Linked DNA regions of Drosophila melanogaster: region 1 is linked to region 2. The links are chromatin contacts, called in public HiChIP or PLAC-seq maps. All regions are on one chromosome and are shown on one strand. Each heading gives the region's core, a stretch centred on a gene start, on an enhancer-like site or on the middle of the called end of the contact. The rest is flanking DNA. Distances are from core to core; before and after follow the strand shown.

Region 1 (3,076 bases), core at 296-2,795, 48 kb after region 2:
GCCACCAGCTTGAGCTTTGCCTTTAGCAGATTCTCGTTCACCTGTTGTTCGTCCTTGGCGACCTGGAAAAGGAAAGAACAAGTTCAGGGTTAGTCAGAGTTCGTTAACATTGTCGAGTTTATGTTCTGAGGAGTGCATTCACATTCACAGTCCCATTCACTTTTCGCTGACCAGCATTGACCCACAATAACTTTTCCTCGCAATTCGCTAATTACGCCGGCGGCTGACAAGGCCGTTCACCGTTAACCTTCACACACCCTGCAATACCCCGCCCAACCCCAGGTTCAATGCTCCTTCGAAAGGCCAAGGGAACTTTGTTTTTGGCGGTTTTTGAACTCTTTTAAAGGCCGTTTGGGGTGACAGAATATTACTCATTAACTGTTGCTGCCAGCTGTGCTTTAAATTATAGACGTATGTAAATGTTAAAGGTGAATACTGTATTGATGACCACATAAAAGTCTTTAAATTGATGTGCTCCTGACAGAAACAAAAAATGTCTTAAAATTTTAAAAACTGTTCTTAATATGGACTTTTCAAATTTCACTACTTAATTTTTAAGGATGAAAACATGAGCAACTGTTGCGTTTTCGGCGCATATTCTAGAACCATTTAAAAATTGCGCCTAAAAGCATGCAAGGAAAATGCAGCCACACCACCAGTATTATTATGACGTGCCTCAGGTGGGTGATTTCATGGGGAAGGCGAATGCGAGGGGTGTATTATGACTCGTGCGAAGACGTCGAAATCTTTTTATGGGCTCGGCACGTTGCGCTCTAATGTGCGACAGTGTTTGTTTGTTTCTTTCTTGGCCAGATAAAAAACGAGCCAGAAATGTGACATGGTTTTATGGGTTGGGGCTTGGCCTGTTTGCCTAGCTTTTGGCTAGGCCCTCTCTTTCCTCTCACACTCCACCGCTCGCCTACAGTTGCCAATTGGCAACTCACCTTCTCTCTTTTGCTTTTCTGTTGTTTTTTCCTAGTGGTGCCAAGTCCAATGTTCAGCTGCGGCCTCTCGCTCGCACTCACACATCACTCGCTGTGCATGCGGTGTTCACGTGAAAGCGTGTTGGCTGCGTGATCGCATGGCTGTGTGCGAGTGCGAGCGGGACGAGGCACTTTGTTTTTAGAAACGCGGCAAGTGGGAGCGAGAGCGAGCTAAGTACGATTCCGTTTGATTTTCCGCTGCCTTGAATGCACTATCCCCACTCAATAAGCACTAATTACACTAGCGTACACTGTATATATCCACTTTGTAGGTCACTTACGATTTCCAACTTGTTTTCCCTTAGTGGGGGCGTTGCGGGTGGTGAAGGTAGCAAGGTATCCATGTCCATTGCACTTTCAAATTTCAGTTGCACTCTCTTTTTTTTATTGAAGAGTCTGTGTTTGTTTGTTTGTTTTGTTCCGGGGCTAATCACTTGGTTTAATCTCAGTTTGTGTAGATTTTTGCACTTCAGCTAACTTTGCACTGGCGCTTTCAAGTGCCGCTTGCCGTTTTGGAGCGAAGGCGAACCGTTGCGTTCGGAATTCAAGAGACGAATGAAAAAGGCAAAGCCATTCAGCTCCCAGCAGAGCTGCCGCCGCCGACGCCGCTGCCGGCAGAGGCTGTGCAAGTGTGAGTGAGTGGAGCCGCCGACGACGTAATCACTTGGAAACGGGCAAGTGTGTGTGAGCGGGCCATCGTCATCGGCAGTGGAGCAACCAGTGCAATGTAACCCGGACGAACATCAGCCAGCAACGTGGGCAGCACCTCCTCGGCTCCTCTCTCTCGGGCGCAAAAAAGAAAAAGGTCAGGTCTCCTGCTCACTCACCTCTCAGCAACCCACGTGCACCGGACAAAATAGCCCGTAAAGAATGACATCTCTGTTAACTCAATTTTAGACTGTAATGTTGGTTGGCAATAAGTTAAAAGAGATTCAGGTGAACCCAAATCGTTTTTAGTAAACTCTCTAAAAGTGTATGGCTATTTTAAATGTTGCCATCTTTTCCGAGAAGACCCAAAAAATCACCGAAGCGATTTCTTTCTGTGCAGGACACAGACACACAGCCAGTAGGAGAGAGGCCCGCAGAGCACGTAATCAACGCATGGACGTCATCAGCTGTTCACTGCGGGGTCTTGTGTTTGGTGCTATAGAGAACGGGTCAGTAGAGGAGGAGCTGGGGAGGGTGTGGGGCTCCATCGGCTGTCTATTCATGGGCTGTGCATGCCCCAGCCGCGTGCACAGCGCACACCAACCGACACACTCACAGACACACCCCAAAGCCGTGTCTGAGTAGCTGACGTAGTTGTTGCCACGGAAGTCTGTGAATAATCGGCTGAAAAAATACTTTAAAACTGGCTCGAAACCTGGCAGACGCCCCTCAAGCTGAAATCTAAGACCTGGCCGCATATATTTGCATTAACTTTGGAAGTCTGACTTTAAGCAGACACGGATTTCATTAATAAACGAAAGGCATAGTGCGAAAGCAGGAGAGTATGGGAGCTCAACAGTTGACGGGGAGCATTGCCAGGCCCAAGAAACTGGGAGATAACAAAGATGAGTCACGAAAAGCAGGCATTTCAAAATCCTCTTATTCACCACCAGTGAATGCATGTAACTCAATTAAGTCGTCAATTGATTACATTTATTTTGTTTGAAAACCCTCCTAGGACACGGGTAAATTCTACCTGGCAATGCTCGCGTTTCGCCTGTAACAGTTTTCAAAGCAAAAAGGGGCTCGTACACAGAGCACACACACCAAAGAGCGAGCGGCAGAAACAGCTGTGGTTATTGGCGCTCTCTTGCGCAACAACAACGAATAACTAGCACGCCATACCCCACACCAGACTTGTGGGGCGACTGTTCAGGCCGTGTAGGGTATTCAGGGGTAGCATGGGAGCAGCTAGATTAGATGCAGATCTCTGAAAAGTTTAAGTTTTATTTTTCTTCACATTCCCTAAAAAGAAATTTTATATTTGTCGTTACTAAATTAATGTCATTCCATCCGTCTCCTACTGCTTTATCGCCGCTTTTAGAGGGTATGCCCAAGTGGACCCCTCGAAAATAACCTTCTTGACGGCTGAACAGCTCGCCTGC
Region 2 (2,799 bases), core at 237-2,736:
AAAAAAAAAACAAGAATGAAAAGCTTGGGCTTCAAGTCGAAGATGGAAGTACTCTAGATCTCTTGTAGTCAGACTGATCCGGTGGGTAACAAACTACCTTTACTCAAATTCCCTTACACCATAGGCTTGTCAATAGAGAAATTTTCAAAATTTGTCCCAGGAGTGGCATGTACTTTTTTTGAAACCTACAAACCTTTTTTAATTCTTCCCGTTGTATCCCAAACAGGGTATAGCAGACACCACAACGCAAAGTACACTCAAAGAAATCAAAGGCTGTGCGAGTTGTTCCCATCGAAACCCCGCCTCACCGGAATGTCTCGCCCAATTTCTACCCCTGCCCCACCACTTCCCTGACTTCAGTCAACAAGTTATGTCCATGGCAAGACGACCCGACCCCGACCCCTTGACTCTCCAATTCTGAGTCTTCGACTTTTGGCCGGGTCTTCAGGGGCGTAGCGAGGGTTTGGCACCGGGGCACAACTTCGATCATCATTATATAGTCTTTTGGTTGTGTTTAGTTACGATTTTTATATCATTTAGACTTTTTTCCATATAATCTAAATTTTGTTTTCTGTGGATTTTTCTAAGTAGCCCCTTGGACGAACTGGTTAAAACCTTACTTGGCTTACACTGATCCCCGCCCTTTCGTGGGGCGTGTGTATGCCGCATATTTGAAGCAAATGATGGTTGAAGAGGTGGAGGAGGGGAAATGAAAAGGAGGAAATCTAAAGAAGAGAAAAAGAGGGAAGAGGGAGCAAAAAGAATCCAGCAAATCAAGCTCACATTATGCTGAGGAATGCGCCCAAGTGACGATATCGTAGCAGCAGAGGACGCCGATAGAGGCAGAGTCTTCAGACCCTCAAGTTCCGATTCCGATTCTCCCTCGTCCAGTGCATCTGTATCTGGAGTTTTGCCCAGAGAGTTTATTTATAAGATAGTCGCATCGATGGCTAGCGCAGGGATACTGAAAGCTAGATTTGAATCCAATAGGCTTCCGCCATAGTTTGGCAAAAAGTGAATGCCAAAAGATAGAACTCATAATGTAATTGTAATATACAATGTAAACTACAAGATAGCATGTGATAAAAAGCAGAATTAGAAAGAAAGGTACCTTTGTTAAAATTCTCATATGCATTTTACTTAAATCTGCTATCCTAACAGGGTATCCTTTAAGCCCTTGAGAATCGGAATCGTCGTCTCGCGAGATAAGCCATTGGAATTCCACTACTCACACGGACGCACACACTATGTAGTTGGCTACTGGGATTCTCCTTTGAAGTTTGTTTTTCTTTTATTGCTTATTGCTATTTACATTTTCGTAGCCGTTGTTGTTGTTGCCATCGGGTTTGTGTATCGCTGTGTGCGCTTCTTTCGAATTCGAATTCTCTCTTGGGCTCTCTTTTCGTTAAACGCGGCTTCGTTAAGTTTTAACGAAATCTCGACTCGATCTTCGTTGTGTTCGGTTTCGCTGAGCAGGGGCAAAATCAGTATATCGCTAAACGTCAACGGTAACCGAACAGATCGTCGGGACAGCAAAGCATGTGCTTTCCACTGGGAAATATAAATTCGGTTTAATGAATTTATTCGAGACCTAACATTCGGAAAAGTTGTTCTTCAGATCTTAAATGCACACCGCACGCACACCAGATCGCCCAGACACACACAGAGCTACACAGATTCAGTTGCTTAAAGTGAAGTTCGGTTTTCACTGAAACAAAAACAGCGCGCTTCGTTTTCGCACTCGCCTCAATTACAAAAGTGATTTTTGTTGGTGTTGGTGCAACTAGTTCTGATTTTGGGAAAACGCGCCTTAAAACCACGAAAATATCTACGACTAGTAGTGTAAAAAAGCTGAAGTCAACTCCGAAAAGTTGGTGCTGGTCAAAAAGAAAAAATTCAGCCGCAACAACAACTGCCCACTGGAAACTACAACTACAACAAATAAAGCAGTCAGCAACAGCAAAAACAACAACCCAGCAAACGGCATTCTTTCGCGCAACAACAACGACTCCACGCACACAGATACTCTCAGTTGCGCTCGCCCGCGTGTGCAATTGTTCTGGTGTTAGTGAGTTTTGATTAAAGTATGTGCGACGCTGGAATGCGACCCGATCGCTGTTGACTGCGCAGTCGCAGCGCGCGTCGTGGAAGTGGAAGAGGTCAGAAAGTAACAACAACGAAACGAAAATTTTACTGTTAGGCACTTATCGATAGCCAAATCAATAGATCGGTTTTAAGAGTGCACGAAGAGTGAGCTTTAGTTAAACAAAACTACCAAACCAAAATTAAAAAGCCAGTTATTGTGGATTACGCGAAACCGAAACAGAAGCAGATACAGATACAGCATTAACAATGCCGACTTCTGCAGCGGCTTAAGGTAAGAAAAGGACAGATACACGTGCAGATATAGAGTGGTGTACCCATATGGGGCCATTTCCCCGGAATTTTAATGACTCCCTGAAAACGGCAAACAAAACAAATGCCAGCAAATTTCTTATCTGTCAACCATAAAATCGCCAACGTCCAACGATTGTTTAACATTTCGTTGTTGTCGCCAGCTTTTTTCTTTAAATTTTTTTTTTTGCGTCCCGCTAAGAGTCAAAAATTCAGCGAATTGTGCAATTAACCCATTTCGGGCCATGGAATATCAAATGTCAGTCAAACTTGACACTCTACGGAGGGTATATTGAAATGGGGAAGCTGTTTAGAGTACTATTGTGTCAAATATATATGTACATTCACATGTGCATACATATGTAGTTATATAGTAGGCCTGACCGACTTTTTAAATACCGGTCA

The links. HiChIP or PLAC-seq counts read pairs in DNA pulled down with a chosen protein or histone mark.
Region 1: a Psq HiChIP or PLAC-seq map of the Kc167 cell line shows a contact between it and region 2, with 2.3 times the contacts expected there. The contact joins the promoter of cbt here to the promoter of ex in region 2. A contact is called at or near these places in 20 of 107 Hi-C or Micro-C datasets (the Clone 8 cell line, the D17-c3 cell line, the Kc167 cell line and 9 more) and 4 of 6 datasets of contacts at active chromatin or transcription factors (the Kc167 cell line and the S2 cell line).

The regions. Positions count from the first base shown.
Region 1 is chr2L:478,143-481,218 of dm6, forward strand. It overlaps cbt (cabut), which reads right to left and starts at 1,546. Exons shown (of 2, transcript NM_164384.2): 1 at 1,265-1,546; 2 at 1-62. The coding sequence starts at 1,333. All of the region lies in intron 1 of ush (u-shaped), which reads left to right.
Region 2 is chr2L:429,741-432,539 of dm6, forward strand. It overlaps ex (expanded), which reads left to right and starts at 1,487. Exons shown (of 6, transcript NM_057492.4): 1 at 1,487-2,377.